Linked DNA regions of Mus musculus: region 2 is linked to region 1. Evidence: chromatin contacts called from public HiChIP or PLAC-seq data. All regions are on one chromosome and are shown on one strand. The core of a region is the stretch at or near the end of the contact, and the rest is flanking DNA. Distances in the headings are between cores, read along the strand shown.

Region 1 (7,942 bases), core at 3,739-6,238:
ACGGGCTGGGTGATAGGGGTGACATGTCAGAATAGATCACAGGGTCTCCGACCTCCCGGAGCTCAGAATCCAGTGAGCAGGAATGTTACTCAAACACTGACCAAATAAATAGATAGCTGCCGACTTTGATAAATACAGTCAACAGAAAGCAGTGTTTCCAGAGGACGCTGTGGGGAGTCTAATATAGTCCAGAGGACCTTGGCCTGGCCATGAAGGATTAAGTAACTGCAGAATTGAAGGATTAGTTAGTTGTGGTGGACACAGCAGTACAGTGGACCTGCGCATGGGAGAAATCTGGGACCAGAAAGGTCACATCCTTGGGAAGTAACAGAAAAAGTCAAGTAAAATCAGAAAAGGGAAGTCCAAGGGAGGGGCTATTGAGCTAGGGGTCTGCAGGCTGCACCCCAAGCCCTCTGATGAGTAAGAGTCCATGGAAGCAAAGACGGACTCTCGGGTTTGCAGTTCGAAACCCTATAGTAGCTCCTTCATCAGTAGTTACCTCCCATCTCCATATCAAATAAGATGAACAGCAATTAAATTTCATGATTGGAGAACATTTCAAAGATATTGCACATGTGCATGAATTTACAGTATATATTCACATGGGTGTATATGCAAATATCTGCATGCAAATGCATATTATATACTTCCTTTATTCAACCACTGGCCACTTTGGGCCATGCCTTCACTCACTCCTAAGTTACAATCCCTTCAGATCTCCAGATGTTTCCAAATACATCAATCATCGTATCTCCCATTATACTGAGAAAGCAGAGACTCTATGTCCCCACTGTTTCAACCTGGCTGGCATTGTTTCTGCCTCGACCAGCAGAAGACCACCATGGCAACAGCACTCTGTGACTTCTGAAGCCAGAGCCTAAAATTTAAGCCCTTCCATCTTGTTTTCAGGAGTGCTGTCTTAGAACCTGGCTGCCATGCTCTGAGGAAGTTCAAGCTGAGCCCCATGGAAAGGCCATGGGTTGGTCTGTGTCAACATCCACATCAGCCCTTATCCATGGGTGTGATGTCCTCTGGGATGATTCCAGAGCTGACTGTCAAATCGGGTGGCTCAGACTTGCAGTTTTCACAGCCGTGGCCTGTGACATAATGGAGTAGAGAAAAGCCATCTGGAACTTGCCCATCCAAACTCCTGAGCCAATTATCCATGAGCAGGAAAGGTGAACAGCTGTTTGGAGTCAAGGTTGGAGCTCATTTGTTAGATAGCCATAATAATGGACATATAAAATATATATCCATGTGTCATACACACACACATACACACATGTGTACACACAGATGTATGTATTTGTGTGTGTGTTCAAATATATGTTTTTTCTTAGTTACACCTCTTAGAACTTCCTAGAGATACGCACAAAAGTGTTTGTGTGTATGTGTGAGATTTTTTTTTTAACCCCTACTCCTGGAGAAAGATGACCATGTATCAAGAAAAGTGAAACACTTCTAAGCCACTCAATACATATAAAAGTAATCTGTTCTCATTGCAAGAATAAATGAAAACTTCATTAGCAAATCTAACACCTTATTTAAATTGGCTTTGAACACAGAGATCAAAAAGGAGATCTTCATTGGCAACCACTAAATAGGGCACCTGGGTTTTGTGTGTCCCCTGCTGCAGGCTCTCAGCACTGAAGACAGTGTTTGCCAGCGAGGTAAATGCACAGAAAGTGTGCTTGGCACAGGGCCTGGCACTTGGGATGCCCAAACTGTAGTTGTTATCATTATTATTGCTTTTGTTGTAGTTAGAATTAAGAATTCTCCTCATTCCAGCACTAACTCTTCCTGACCTAAATTAAACAATCCTCATGTCCTAGCTACACAGAAGGAGAAAACAAAAACAGTATAGATTCTTTTCTATACTTCTAACCAAATACAGAGCTTTGCAAAACAGAAGCAAACTTTTTAGTATATAACCAAATCTGGATTTACTTAGAAATTAAGAAAGAGATCCTAAATTCCATGATTAGAAATGTTAGACATTATGTAACATAACTGCCATACACCTCTATTTGGACTTTCTTATAAAAAGAACTAACCACCCTTTTTATAAGAAAGAAAAAGAACAAGGTGGGGGTGGGAATCATGGGAAACAAGCCTCTGAGAAGATATCTGGTTATCTTTAATAATTACCACATGCCTTTAAACATAAAAATTACCTTTGGTTATTAGGAAGGTACCCCCCCCATGACCATATGAACACCACAGTCTTGCACCCTGAAGCAAGAAACAGAGCTGAGAACAAAGGTCACCTAAGGTTGGTTTATACCTCCACACCTCACTTCCTATATGACTTCACTCAGTCACCTTTTGTGAGTCCCAGTATCTTTAAAATGAGGTGAATTTTGAACCCTTTGCCAATGACACAAGGATAGTATGTAGAATGCCCCCCCCCCAAATTTCAGGATAAGAGTCTCTGCCCTGATGTTTATAATACTAAATGGCAATTCCCTAGGCAAAAATATCATTGGAAGATCTCTATGTGGTAAATAATCTGTTTAAAATTATCTCGAAAGAAGACTGTGTCTTGCTGCTCCAACACGGCTGTGCTTCACCTATTGAAAACATCAGTATCTAATGCAAGAAAAGGTGACTAGAGACCGAATTAAGACTAGCAAGTCATAGAGTTGGGGGTGGGGGCTGTAAACAGAGCCTGCGTAGCAAGGTCATTAGCATTGTTGGGTTTTTCCCAACTAAGTCTTCTTGCTATGCATGGAAGTGTTCATAAACTGGACATTAGCAGACAGGCTAGAGAAGTGAGAAAGAGAAGAGAAAGATAAACAAGAGAAGGAATGAGATGGGGGCATGCTATGGAATGATGTCTGAGTCAGTAACACCTGGAGAGAAATGTCAGGAAAACTATCTCAAAAGGGAAGAGTAGTCATCAGATTCTAAGTTCACAGTGTGTGATGCCTTATCAGCCCAGATATTCCAGCATCTGGTGGTAGCAGGAACGGAAACCCCTGCAATTGATCCACTTAATCCTATGGATCACATTCAACATCCAGGACAAATGTCTTTTATGCCCTGCAAAGTGCTGGGAAGCCTGTTACTCACAGGCTCCAACCTGTAGAGAAACGGCCACCAAGTGATTTGGAATAACTCTTGCCAACGGAAGCATAAACTATCTGCTGGCTTCCACTCACCCTCTTCGGGACAGTCAGTGCATACTACTTAGCAGGTCTGAATCTTCCCTTGGAAAAAAGTCTCACTTCATTCAAATAGTACAGCCCACCTCCCTCATGTCAGTACCCAGGGCCAGAAAATCAGAGATTCAAAAGCAATAGAGAGAGTCATGGAGTCTAAGGGTTTTGCTGAAGACCAGGCCCGCTTCTCTCCTATTACCATATATGATGAAGTCCGTAGAGAGATCTGCTAAGTTCAGAATGACCCCTGAGTTTCACCATGAGGCACCACACCAGCCATGGTGAGGGAAAACCCTTTCTTGATTGATGGCACCTTTTAAAATGTCACCATCGCTATCAAAATGCTTTTATTGTGTGCTTCAAAGCACCACGTATTAGAACTGTGCCTATCTTAACAGTACAGCACATAGCTGTAACTGTTTTACCCCACAATCATTTATTTGTCTGCTTCCCCACAAACCCTGATATTCGAAAAGCCAGGATAAGAAATCATTTTACGACCGTTATTCTTTCAAGTCTTTCCTTTCTGTGAGGTTGTTTTGTTTCTTTTTCTTACACAGCTGCACCCCAGAGTCCAAATTGTTTCCAATGGACAACTGTTTTGAGCACATTTCTCCCCAATGTCTATTTTAGCTCCAAAAAAAGCCAAGGGCAAAGATAAAACCAAACTATCGTGTGTGTGTGTGTGTGTGTGTGTGTGTGTACAAGTGTGTACACGTGTGTATGCACCACCAGCCAAAGCACCAAGGAAAAAGTGGGCAGCATAGAGTGGTCCGCCCCCAGCATCAAGTCGGTGAAAGGAAGCAAGCCAGCCTTGAGAAATGAATCCATGTGTTCCTGCTGAGCAACCCTTTAAGGGAGCATGCCCATTCCTAAACCCTGACTGGTAGCTATCACTTTCTCCTAACGGAAGTAAGTTCCCAGCACCTGTTCTTGGATCGCAAAGATGGCAAGGAGCATTCTCCACTGCCCACCCCACCTGTTCTGTGTGGAGAACACGTGGAGAACCGGCTGTGAGCTGGTCAGCCTACCCTGCATTCCCTCAGTAAGCCAGGAGTACAGGTGGTTGGTTACCTGCACAGGTACTGATTGCTGTCAGAACAACTTTATTACTAGCCTTGGTAGTGAAAGGGTCCCTCCCTGTCACCGCCGCCACTACCAGCCAGGCTGTGGGAAAGGGGCAGAAGGCAAGAGGAAAAGGTCTTCTTGGTGCCCAAGGGGTCACTCCTCCACCGCTGCAGTCCTAGAGCCCAGACCCCTTCCTCCCTAGCCCCGCAAGAGACCGGAGTGTCCCCGTGCCTGTTCGGTGTGGCTGGACCCAGCGCAGCTCGCCGGGCACCGAGCCCCGAGAGCCCGAACTGCTGGAGCCGCAGCGCCCACTCGGGGCAGGCGGCGAGCACTCACCCTTCTGCTCTCGCAGGCTCGACAGCGACCAGAGCAGCAGCGCCACCGAGGCCAGGAAGCAAAGCTGGCTCAGCAGAAGGTCCCTCCGCCGGCGGCGGCTGCGGCGGCGCGCGCAGTCCTGGTCGCCCGGCGGCGGCATCCTCGGACAGCCGGGCGGCGTCCCTGGCGGGCGGCGTCCGCTCGGGTCGCGGGCGGCCGCGGCGGGGACGGCGGCAGGAGGCAGCCCTGCGCGCAGCAGCCGCGCGTCCTCGCTGCGTTCCCACCCGGCCGCCGCCTCCTGCTTTCCCTCCTCCCGGCCGCTGCCGGTCTCCACGCCGTCGCCCTCGTCGCTATCGCTCAGTCCCTCCTCCCCCGCCGCCTCCTCCTCCTCGCCGCTCGCCCGCACCGCCGCCTCCCTGCGCTCGGGGTCCCTCTCCTGCTCGCGCGCCATGGCTCCCACGCTCCGCGCCCGCGTTCGGCCTGGGGCGGCGGCGGCGGGGGCGGCCGGGAGGCGGGGGCGGCGGGGGCGGTGGAGGAGGAGCGGGGAAGGACCGGCGAGAGGAGGGCCGGCCGCTGGCCACCCGAAGCAGGCCCTGACCTCAGGCTGCGGGAGTGCAGCTCGGGGTCGCACTCCAGTGTCCACGCGGGGGTGGGTGGGTGGGGGACTCGGAGCCGAGCGGCGGCCGGAGCGCGCCAACAGCTAGAGTGAGCGCAGCTTCCCGTACCCCACGGTGGGTCGGCGGCAGGGGGGCTGCGCACGGGAGGGGGACAGCGCCCGGGATGCTATGAGTCGCTGGCCAGCACCGCGGGGAGGGGGCGCAGGGAGGAGACTGGGCTGTGGAGGGAGCCCGGTGCACAGCCCTTCAACCCTTTGGTGCCCAGAGAAAGAGGCGGTGCGGTGGGGGAGGCCCGCTAGGCGGGATGTGGATAGACAGATCTCCACCAAGGAGGACTGGCCTGAAACTTTCAGAGAAAAGAAGGATTTCCTTGGCCCTCTTCCATCCGTTGCCTTAAGCTAGAGCGTCTAGAGTGTGCTAGGTGGCCAATTCCTAGCCACTGGTCCTGCCTCCTGCCGCTGGCCTCAGGGGTTCCCCTCTGCCCCCTGGTGGGGATCCCGGTGAGCCAGGCTCAAGTCCTGAAACTGGCCTCCTGGGGGGGTTTGGCTTATTAGGGTTGTCCTGGCTTCCCCCTCTGGCTAGGGTTCACATTTCGCTCTCTGAGGAGCTGAAGCAAGTCCAGTGTGTGGCTGAACCTGAGGGGGCCCTAGTAAGTTCCCTAGGAGGGAGACTCTTGGCCTTCTACAAGGACAATCAGTCCACCCCTCCCCCAAGATTAGAGCCCTAGGCCCCAACTCCCTAATTCGAGTTCTTCTGCCCCTGCCTATTAAAGATGTAGAGGCTGACATCCCCACCCCTATCTGCAGTACCATTGAAAAGGGCACCTAGTGATCCCAGGGGTTCACTCCCAGGGGCTTGGACTTCCCTAGCCTCATCCCAGGTACCTGCCTGCAGGATGGAAGACACACGACCCCAGAGGAAGGGAAGAAGAGATGTGTTTCCAAGTGGTGGTTAAACTTAAGTCTTATTCCAAAAGGATGGTCCTAGAAATCAGATATATGTTTGGATGGCTCTTGGGCCTGAGCAATCTAGCCCTCGGGAGTTGGGAGGAAGTGGGGAAACTCCATAGAGACTTCTCCCTGCCCAGGTCACAAGGGACCCACAGGATCAACTGTGAGTGACCTTCCATCCCATATAGTGTCAGATGTCCCCTGACAACATCTGGAGACATGGAAAGTGATCACAGGTGGTTTGTTTTCTGCTGAAGAGCAGAATTTGCTTTCCATGTGTTTATTCCCTCCCACTCCTATGTTGGCTGCCCCATATCCAGAGCACCTTCCCTGCAATGGCTAGGTGAGTCTTTGCTTAGGTCACCAGGTAACAAAGGAGGAACGCAAACTCTTCAAGTTCATCCAGATTGGAGCATCATGGAGAATTCTCCAATTCTGTCACCACTATCAAGCCTTCTTGATAGTGGTGACCCTTGAGGAATTCAGAGTAATCTCGACTTGTTAGGAAAGACACTCATATAGTGTCTCTAGTGGAAGGCAGGGAGGTGGGTGGGAGATGGGGATCTGGAAAATGCTGAGTCGGGGAATGAACACTAACTCATCGTGGGGTAGAAACTATCATAGACAGAAGGAAATGTGTGATCTGGGGGTTGGTGAGCATGTGTGTAAGGAAACGGGAGGACAATAGGGAAGACTAGAAACTGATGATTCTCGGGAAGACAGGGTAGACTCCCATGCCCCAAAGAAAGGACTCTGCTAGTTGATATTTGTTTTGAGAAATCTCCGAGTAAGAGGGGATAATGAGATAAAGCACCAGCAAGATCGATAGCTTCTGGAAGCTGCCAGACATCACTGGGAGCAGAAGGTGGGGATCTCTGATGCCCTCCTGACAGTAGTACCTTAGCTCAGACAGGCTCACTAATTCCTATGGTGAAGGCATCTCTGCAGGGATCAGGGCGGTCCTTTATCTCTTTCTCCATCCCTACCATCAGGTAAGTATAGAATAGAGCAATCTCTTGGTGCCCTATCAAAACCAAAGAGGAGGGGAGACAGCCTTGATGTTTGTTATTTATTTATTTATTTATCCATTTATTTTTTTATGTTATCTGTCTGACTCTGTGTTTGGGAGACAGATGTTTGAAAGAAGCAGGACCCAGAATGAAGAACGTGGTTATGATCTTTCAGTATCAGGAAGTTCACGAATTCCAACATGGCTGCTGCCTTTTATTCCCTAGTCAGTTTCACACTTGGTCTCACAGCTAGTGTGTGCTCAAGATGAAAATCCCACACCAACAGTTCTATCCTAGAAGGAGCTTGCTTGGAGAACAGAGCTTGACCCTTGGGGGCACTGGGCTCTTTCCCCTTCCAAGAATGAAGCAGGTGTGTTTATAGAGTCTCCATGTTGGCTGGAGGCAGGGCTTGCCCTCCCCGCCCGAGCTTTTACTTCCATAAGCACTTCACTTGGTAGTTGTGTGCAGAGTTCATGTAGGAAATAGAAACAACTCTATTGCTTTCACAGCCCTGCCATTGCACTACCAACAACAACAAAAATCAAAAGCCTTCCCAGGAAACTGAGTGTATGGATACATGTCTGTGATCCCAGCTCCTGAGAGATTGAGACAAAAGGGTGGCAAATCTGAAGTCTGTCTGGGCTATAAACATAGTTCCAGGTCACCCTAGTTACATAGTGAAACTATCTCAAATGAAGCACGATGAACAACAGTGACAAACAACAGCCCCTCCCTCCTGTGATAACACTGACTTGTTATCTTTCATCAGCCGGTGGGTGGGACCTCCCCTGTGTCAAGACAAGGCATATCTTTGGGCATCC
Region 2 (7,942 bases), core at 1,457-3,956, 290 kb before region 1:
TCTGTTCACTTGACAAAAGACATGCCATCTTTTCCTCCTTCTCCACCCCTCAGTGTGGAAATCGAGAGTCTGCCCAAACAACTGCCCTCAAGGGATTCTAGGGCATATCGGTTGCATCTGAGTATTCCTTGATTCTATACTTAGGACACATGGAGTCATGAAGATCTGGAGGAAGTCACTGGCCTAAGTTCTCTGGGCTGAACTCAGGGTGTGGGACAGGTGTGGGTCTATTCCTGTTTGGACAGCCCTTTTACAAAGATCTGAAATATGTTGTAGCAGGCTTTATCTTCAGCCGTCACTATCCCTGGACAACCATGTTTCTGAGCATCCCAACAGTATTAACTCTCCATTTGCATGAGGGCTTTGGAGCCTACCTACCTACCCTAGCTGTGGGGCCGAGTGGAAATGCAAGGAGGTAAGGCAGCTTCAATCGGTGGGTGACATGGATATCAGTGCTCCATTCCCCTCATACCCAGTTTGGGACAAATGAGATTGGTGCTCTTCAACTCCTGTCATGCCAGCTTTTTAACGGGATGTCCCTCCAGCTGGTCTGCTCAGGAACACTGACTTTACTGTACCCTCTTTCTTGGTTGCCACTACTCTGTGCCTTCTCCTGGTAGGATACTTCCTGAGACCATCCATCCCCAAGGACATGCCTGCCCTGGGTCCCTCATCTTGGGGCTCTTGGCTGTAGGAGCTCTTCTTCCCTGTAAATCTGGAAGAAGAAGTGATGCCTGGGAAAATGAACTTTGAAACACATTCTCCTTTGGGTTCCGGTGGGTGCAGAAAATTCTTTGCTGTGTGGTCAGATTTTCTTTTAAGTCACACAAGAAGCCATTACTTATACTATGTTTCATACTAGGGCAGTGGGGTGGGTAAAGAAAAGACAGAACAAAAACCACAGGTCCTGCTGGATAGCATGTTAAAGTCTCAAGGCCTATAAACACGGGTCTTATACTGAGGTTTTACAGAGAGCAGAAGAGTCAAGAATTTACTGTCAATAAACAGAAACTATGGAGCACAGCATGGAACACACATGGGTGTTTTCTCATAGGTTACAGAATGTGATTATTCTATTCATAGTGACTTTTTTGAATATCTGCTAAAGGCTAATTCTTTAAGTGATGAAATATATAAGTCCAGATGGAAGTATTCCATTGTTGGTGTAGCATTTGTGCTCATATTTTTTCTGTGGGAAAAAGTACTTCTATACACTGGGGTCAACAGAGAACTATTGCATGACTTCTGTCAGGATTGGCCACAGTATCACAGGAGGACAGAGAGATCAAGTTTCTTTCCTAAACAATAGTAGACAAGATATAAAACATTTCAGTGGATAGCAGGTAGACCAAGCAACACAGCAGTTAGACGATATGAGTTACCATGCTACAGGTGTCTGCTTTTTGTTTGTAAATGTTGGGCATCGCAGTGTCGTGCAGGCTCCTTAGTGCAGAAGAAGAATGAGTGAACAGGGACATTTATTTTCTCTCTCCTGCCTCCACCTGGGCTCTCAGAAAATGAAGGTAAAACTGTATCTCTCTCAAAGTTTACTTCTCTGAGTGCTTTTGTTTTGTATTGCCTTGGGGTCAGGACCTGAGTGGAAGCATAGAGAGAAATCACTTTACAGCAGACTCCTTTCTCCAGCTACAGAGGAGTGGGGCTGGGGAAGAGCCACATCAAGATTAATATATGGAAGAAGCCACTTTGCAGAGGGGAATTGGAAGTCTTCCCTTTACCTTTGCATCACCTAGGTGAGAGAAGTCCATGAATTACAAAGCAAAGAGCCAAGGGGAGGGGATAGTTTTAAAAAACACAAATCAAAATTAAACAAAACCCCAAAACACCGAAAGGCCATACACTGAAAAGCAGAGGCTTTGGGGCACACTCTTCAGCCACTAGCCCACTTCCATTCTGGAGGGCATTCGCTTTCCTTAGCGAGATGTCTCTATTTCCATTTCATAGCTAACTTTAAAGGCATGGCTTTTTTCTCTATCTCTCCTGGTAGCTGCTAGAATTTTCGCTTAGCCTGCACTAGCCTGTACTAGTGTTTTCCTCTCAAACTTTAATAAAGTTGCCCCCAAGTTTCCTTTTGAGTCCATTTTTAATTATTTTATTAATGATGCTTAGAAGCCAAAGGGGGAGCCCCAGTGACATATTGTGGGATAGTCAGTTTCTGTATTTCCTATGGTCTGAGGGGGTGGTTGGGTGGTAATTTGCATAAAAATAGTAGGTCATACCCAGTGGCCTGGAGCCTCAGATGCAGGACACTAAAATTCCAACATATATGACTGAATGGTGGGGGTAGAGGGTGGGGGTGGGAGGTAGAAGAGTGGGGTTCCCAGGAAGTAGGAGTTGGAGAGCTGGGAAGCTGGTCTGGGAAAAGAGGGTGATAGTAAAGGCTGATCGTGAGATATTGGGGTGGTGGCAAGAGCTTGTTCTGGGTCATGGGAGGAGACAAGGTAGAGCATGTAGCATGTTTAGTCCAACGGAGGCATGGTGGAAATGAAATATTTATCTACTACCAAAGCCCGCTTGAAAGGGCTACTTCCAGGGCTGCTGATTTTCTGGAACTTACTTAGAATCTGTCCTGAATTCAAGAAGATTGGGATTTAGGTACCAGAAAAAGCTCAGAGTTGCAGGGGTACGTGATGGGAATTAGTGATCTGGAGAGCACACTCAACTAGCAGTACTTAGAAGTTACAGGTAGGGGGCGTGTTCTAGCCAGTGTAAGACTGTGGAGGGTACCTGCAAGTACCCTCCAACACAGCCAAAGGAGGTGAGTGTCACAGCTCTCTCCAGTGACAGACACGGAAACTGAGGGTCTACAAAGGCAAATAAAAAGTTTGTCCTCGATCCCCAGCTGGTAAGTAGAAAGGCTAGGACTGAGACTCAGGTGGACTTCATTGAAAGTGCAATCTCTTATCACCATGCTTTGCCATCAGCTCAGGGAGTCTGGGGACTGGACCATCCAGCATGCCTCTGGGGAGACAAAGGCCCAGTGGGCCTGCTGAATTAAGACTCAGGAGCAAGGAGGGGAGGGAGGGAATGACGAGAGCCACTGGACTATAATTTGCCCTCTGCGCTAATCCTCTGGACACCAGTGTTAGCTCTGTGTTGACGCTGACAAATTGAGGCCCTGCTCAACACTTTTCCAAGAGTAAACAGCAAATTCCACAGGCTGTTTTAATCATTTTTCTCGTCCAGGGCAGAATCCCTTAACTAAACATGTCTGTCCAGAGAGTGAGTTGTGGCTGGAACCTTTCTGTCCAGACCACGCAGGTTCTCTTCAGTTTCAAAACTCCCTCCGACTAAATTAATTCCTAAGTAGTTTGTTAGTCCTACAAACAGAACTGCGCTCTACATTTCTTTTGGGATTGCTGGTTGCTACTGTGTAGAAAAGCTACTCGTTTTTTGCAGGTTGATTTTTGGTAAGCTGCAACTTTAGAATTCATTCGTCTGCTTTCCAGGGTTTTCTGGTGGAGTCTTTAGGGTCTTCTACAGAACAGCATCTACTTCCATTTTGTGTTTTTGTACTTTTTGGTTAATAATGATTAAAATTTTAAAAGGCTGAATAAATGGGTTTGCTTACTTATACTTCTGGTGGTACTGAGGGTGGAAGTCAGGGCCTTGTGTACACTAAGCAAACATTTTACTTCTGAGATACAAACACAACTCCTAAATAATTGTACTTTAGTATTCAACACAAGGAGAATTTAAGTGTGTAAAGTGACAGCTATATTAACTAGTCCAGTTTTTGATCATTCCATAATGTGTTACAACTATACAGTGCCCCATAGATATATACCCTTAATTACTATTTGTCAATTAAAAATTAACCTCTTTCTCTGAAAATGGCAATACCTCTTGCTTCTGAGGCCTAGGCTTGAAAGAAAGGCCTATGTGGAGAGATCTGCTGACACCTGTCCTTTCATTTATAGGCGTAGTAGCTTTGCCTGAATGGATCCTGCTCTTGTTGTACGGCAGGAGATGCACTGTTACAGGTTATACCACACAGGCTCTATCACCTTCCAAAGGGCATGGGGAAAAGAGAAGACCTAAGATGCTAACCCTCACAGAATACCTACCATGTGCTAGGAGACATAGGGTACATGTTCCAAAACACTAAATATTTGATACCACACATTTCCTACCTCCTATTTCTGTCTCTCTAGTACCTTACATGCTGTTTTCTGTAAACCTGATGGCTAAGTGGTACCTCCTTTGGACCCTCCCCCCTGGGATGATCAAGCTCATGACTCTCCCTTGAAAGGACCAAGTAGGAAAGCAGAGCCTATTTGTGAGGAAGAGATCTAACCTTACCACGTCAAGCAGAAAACCTGGGAAGGGAGGCTCAATGCTGCATTAGAATTCACGCTTAGGATGTCCAGGGTAACATCTAACCATATATGGGTTTTCACATTTATACTAGCTAAAACTAAGTAAAACAGACAAAAACCCAGTGCCTCACTCATATTTACTATTCTTCGAGGGCTCAGTAGCCATGTGTGGCCAGGGGCTAACATAGAGAGCACAGATTTTGCACCAGAGTTCTGCTGGACAACAAAATGATAGATTTGGGAAAACATGTGAGCTCTGATAAGTCCCTTAAAGTGCTAGGGGAACTAGAGGATTAAAAAGGAGATATCTCTACCACCTGCTACAACCCCAGCTATTCTGCCCCCTGATTACTGGTTGATGTCATCTCAAAAGCTATCTGGGCCCAGAGGAGCACGTTTCAGGAAACCATCCTTCAGATACTCAAATAAACAGCAGAAATAACTGAGAGCATCATGTATTTGGCAAGTGCCATCCAGAGCAAAGTTGTTTCCTTTCCCCCAAAACAAAAGGGGAAGTATAAGATAGGAATAAGGCTATTCTTGTTGGGACAAGAGTCCCTTGAGTGGCTCCTCCATCTTCCAGCTTCTTCAAGAATGAAGCTCAGTCTATCTGTTCATTTGATTTGGCAGGAAGCTGAGGGTAGGGTAGGGCTAAAACATCCTCTTCATCTCCCAGGCTTCTGGAGGGAAGCTTCTTGATTAAGAGCTGGTGACCTGACTTAGAAGAGGCAAATTTATGTGGGTTGGTGATCATAGCCAGGTGAGAAAAAAGTGAGCTGGGTCCACGGAAGCCTGCAGAGGTGACTAGTGCTGGGGGTGGGAGCAATCAGGGCAGGCAGTCAGAAGAACACACCAGGAAGCCAAGGCCCTAATGGAAGCAGAGTCACACATCTTCAGAAAGAACACAGGTTTCATGGGGAAGATGAGAAGAACGTCACCTAAGCTGGGGTGAGAACATTGAACATGGAGGGAACTAGCTACGAGAGTGAAATCAGAGGTAGATCATATGTGGGTGTTCCCTCCCATTATTCAATAACATTCAATCACATCTATCCTGGAGGCTCCTTCTACTGACAGTGATTTCCTCTGCACTTTTGTGGAACAAGGTGAGGTCCTAGTACAATCTTGAGGTTGGAACCAGCCCATTCTTCAACTTAGAAGATAGTGAAGGAATAAGCGAGAACAGAGATGGACTCATATAGTGTGTGCTCCCCTGATGCGCAGACAATATTAACTTTCTGAGCTTAAGGAGGGAGAAAAAAACCAAAACGTGGACATCAGGTGAATGTGGCAGTAGAGACCACCACCTTTGGACTCAAACCCGTGAAGCATCACATGGGCATGACAAAGGAGTGATGTCAATGGACTCCCTTGCCACTCCTGGAGGGCCTTCATCTGCAGAAGTCTTGGCTTGATGGACCAGCATAAGATCCTGTATTGACTTCCAGGATGGCCTGCTCTGTATGCAACCCACACCCTTTTTTATGAGCTCCAGTGATGAGTGTCCATCATCACTGGAATGAGGACAAGAAGATTCCCACTCCTGGATGGAATGGGCTAAGGTAGAAGGGGAGAGACCCTTCCCCTCGGGGGACCACACATCCATTTTGCTATCTTGAGAGGCCAACAGGGAGGGTGCAGATACCAGTTTCCTAATTAAGATTTAAGTATGAAATATCTTCCATAGGTTCATGTCTTTGTACACTTGGTTCCCAGCTAGTGGTACTATTTTGGAAGGCTGTGGGATGTGGAGCCTACCTGGAAATGTTCATCAATGCAGGTATGCCTTATACAAGGGCCCCTGTTTCCCAGTATCTGTCTATCTCTGCCCTCACCTCTCTCCTACCATGATATAAGCTGACCCATCATTCCATCTCCTACCTTCCTTACTATGACCATCTAAGCCCCTGAAATTGCCATCTAATTGTTTCTCTCTGGTATTTAGTCACAGTGGTGACAGCACTGACTAGTGTACAGCGTAGCAGCTCAGTGGAGGAGAATTCCTTTTTGGGCATCCCTGAGATTCTTATGAAACTCCTGGAGTATGTCCAGGTTTAGATGATGAAAACACTCAGGAGAAGCATTCTCAATGATGTGTCCTTTTGGTTGCTTGTGTTTTACAGCCCTTAGGCTCACACCCAGCACCTTGCTTTACCACTGAGCAGTTCCAACAGCCCACTCATTGAGGTTTTTGTCCTGGGTAATCCAGTTGCCAGGTACAGGCTGCTAGATGAGTTTACAACCCCATTCTCAGTCTCACTTAATAAAAACTTGCCTTAACAAGGGACAGAATCATTTTCCCATGTGTGATACTTCACACACACACACACACACACACACACACACACACACACTGGGTGGGAAGAGGGGGAAAGGGAAAGAAATACACACACAGCGAGAGAGAAAGAGAGACAGAGATAGAGAGACAGAGACACAGAGAGACAGAGAGAGAGAGAGAGAGAGACAGAGAGAGAACAGTGCATGGGAAAAGAGGAGCTACATTAAAAGGGGGGAATGGAGCCTTAACACTTACAAAGGGTACTTTTGAAAGCTGTCAAGGTATGCAGAGGAGTTTAATCCACTTTAGAGAGATGGTTTCCCAAATTCATTTTGAGAATCTCCAGTATTGATTCTTTACAGCTTTTCTCCCTTTCCTGGGAGGAAAAAAAAAATAATGCCTGGCTTGGTTGATCATCCCAGATATTCAGTTTTCCATGTCAGGCGGGATAATTATCAAAAAATTTGTCAGATATTTATAAACCACAAACAATCATAGCCCTAGAAAATAATCCATAGGCTTCTCTCTCTATTTGGGGCAGACTCAATGAGTTCACAAAGGACACAGATTTCCTCAGACACAGGAAATCCTACTTCTAACACCTCAGCATTAGGGAAGATAGAATAACAAAGGGTTTCTAAGACACATGTGCTCTCTTAGGGATATTCACTGCTGACTAAAACTGTAAAGATGCTGGATTCACCCACCTGCAGGGGAGGCACACACACACACACACAGTTGGAAGAAACAGAAATGCTTTTTGAAGTGCAATCTCAGGGTTTATGTATTCTAAACCAAAAAGATCCAAGGGGGAAATTGGAGTTTCAGTGTTCAGCAAGTGAGCCAAAAAGAGCTGTCTTGTGTCCCACAAATCACACACGAAAGAGAAGTATTTTCAGGACAGAACAATAGAAGCAAGCTCAGATAGTTAAGATTTAAAAGTTTGCTCTGGTATGTGTGTGTGGGAGTAGGGTAGGGGGTAGGGTCTTTAGTCTTACCTGCATCCACAGATCTGTTCTAACTTGGGCCAAAGACTATAGACATTGTGTAGAAAGCAAACACCTGTGGTACAGCGCAATAGGCAGTGTGGGTTTGGGTACAAGTAATTATAGGTATGATTGGGTTTCACAAGAAGACCTAAAAGTACATGCTACTTTGCCATAGACCCATGATTGTGACCAGTTAACTTCATGAGAAGAACACTCTTATATATTCCTATCCCTAGAACAGCTAAGGTGACAGGATATGCCTACTGGGACCCATTGGTAGAAGACAAGACTTGTCTGACATGGAATGGTGCACAGTAGGCTCTAGTACTTTCAGATAG

Evidence for each region. HiChIP or PLAC-seq counts read pairs in DNA pulled down with a chosen protein or histone mark.
Region 2: a contact with region 1 is called in an H3K27ac HiChIP or PLAC-seq map of trophoblast stem cells, with 9 times the contacts expected there. The contact joins the enhancer-like site here to the promoter of Slc24a3 in region 1. A contact is called at or near these places in 11 of 39 promoter capture datasets (the 3T3-L1 cell line, 3T3-L1-derived adipocytes, the HPC-7 cell line and 7 more), 3 of 15 datasets of contacts at CTCF or cohesin (embryonic stem cells, pro-B cells and stem cell-derived epiblast-like cells), 46 of 484 Hi-C or Micro-C datasets (the AtT-20 cell line, the C2C12 cell line, ECoMG myeloid progenitors and 28 more), 15 of 115 datasets of contacts at active chromatin or transcription factors (SST interneurons, craniofacial prominence, embryonic hindbrain and 8 more) and 2 of 9 other capture datasets (adipose tissue and liver).

What each region holds. Positions count from the first base shown.
Region 1 is chr2:145,164,821-145,172,762 of GRCm38.p6, reverse strand. Slc24a3 (solute carrier family 24 (sodium/potassium/calcium exchanger), member 3) reads right to left here and starts at 4,988. Exons shown (of 17, transcript NM_001356497.1): 1 at 4,566-4,988. The coding sequence starts at 4,704.
Region 2 is chr2:145,452,380-145,460,321 of GRCm38.p6, reverse strand. The region is part of intron 3 of Slc24a3 (solute carrier family 24 (sodium/potassium/calcium exchanger), member 3); the gene reads right to left. Among named protein-coding and RNA genes, the nearest start is that of Gm52528, 94 kb to the right of the region's middle. Within about 2 kb of position 2,706, at least 2 of the 459 cell types and tissues checked have an H3K27ac peak or open chromatin away from gene starts, as enhancers often do. A contact at or near this core is called in neural tube, where this site is marked.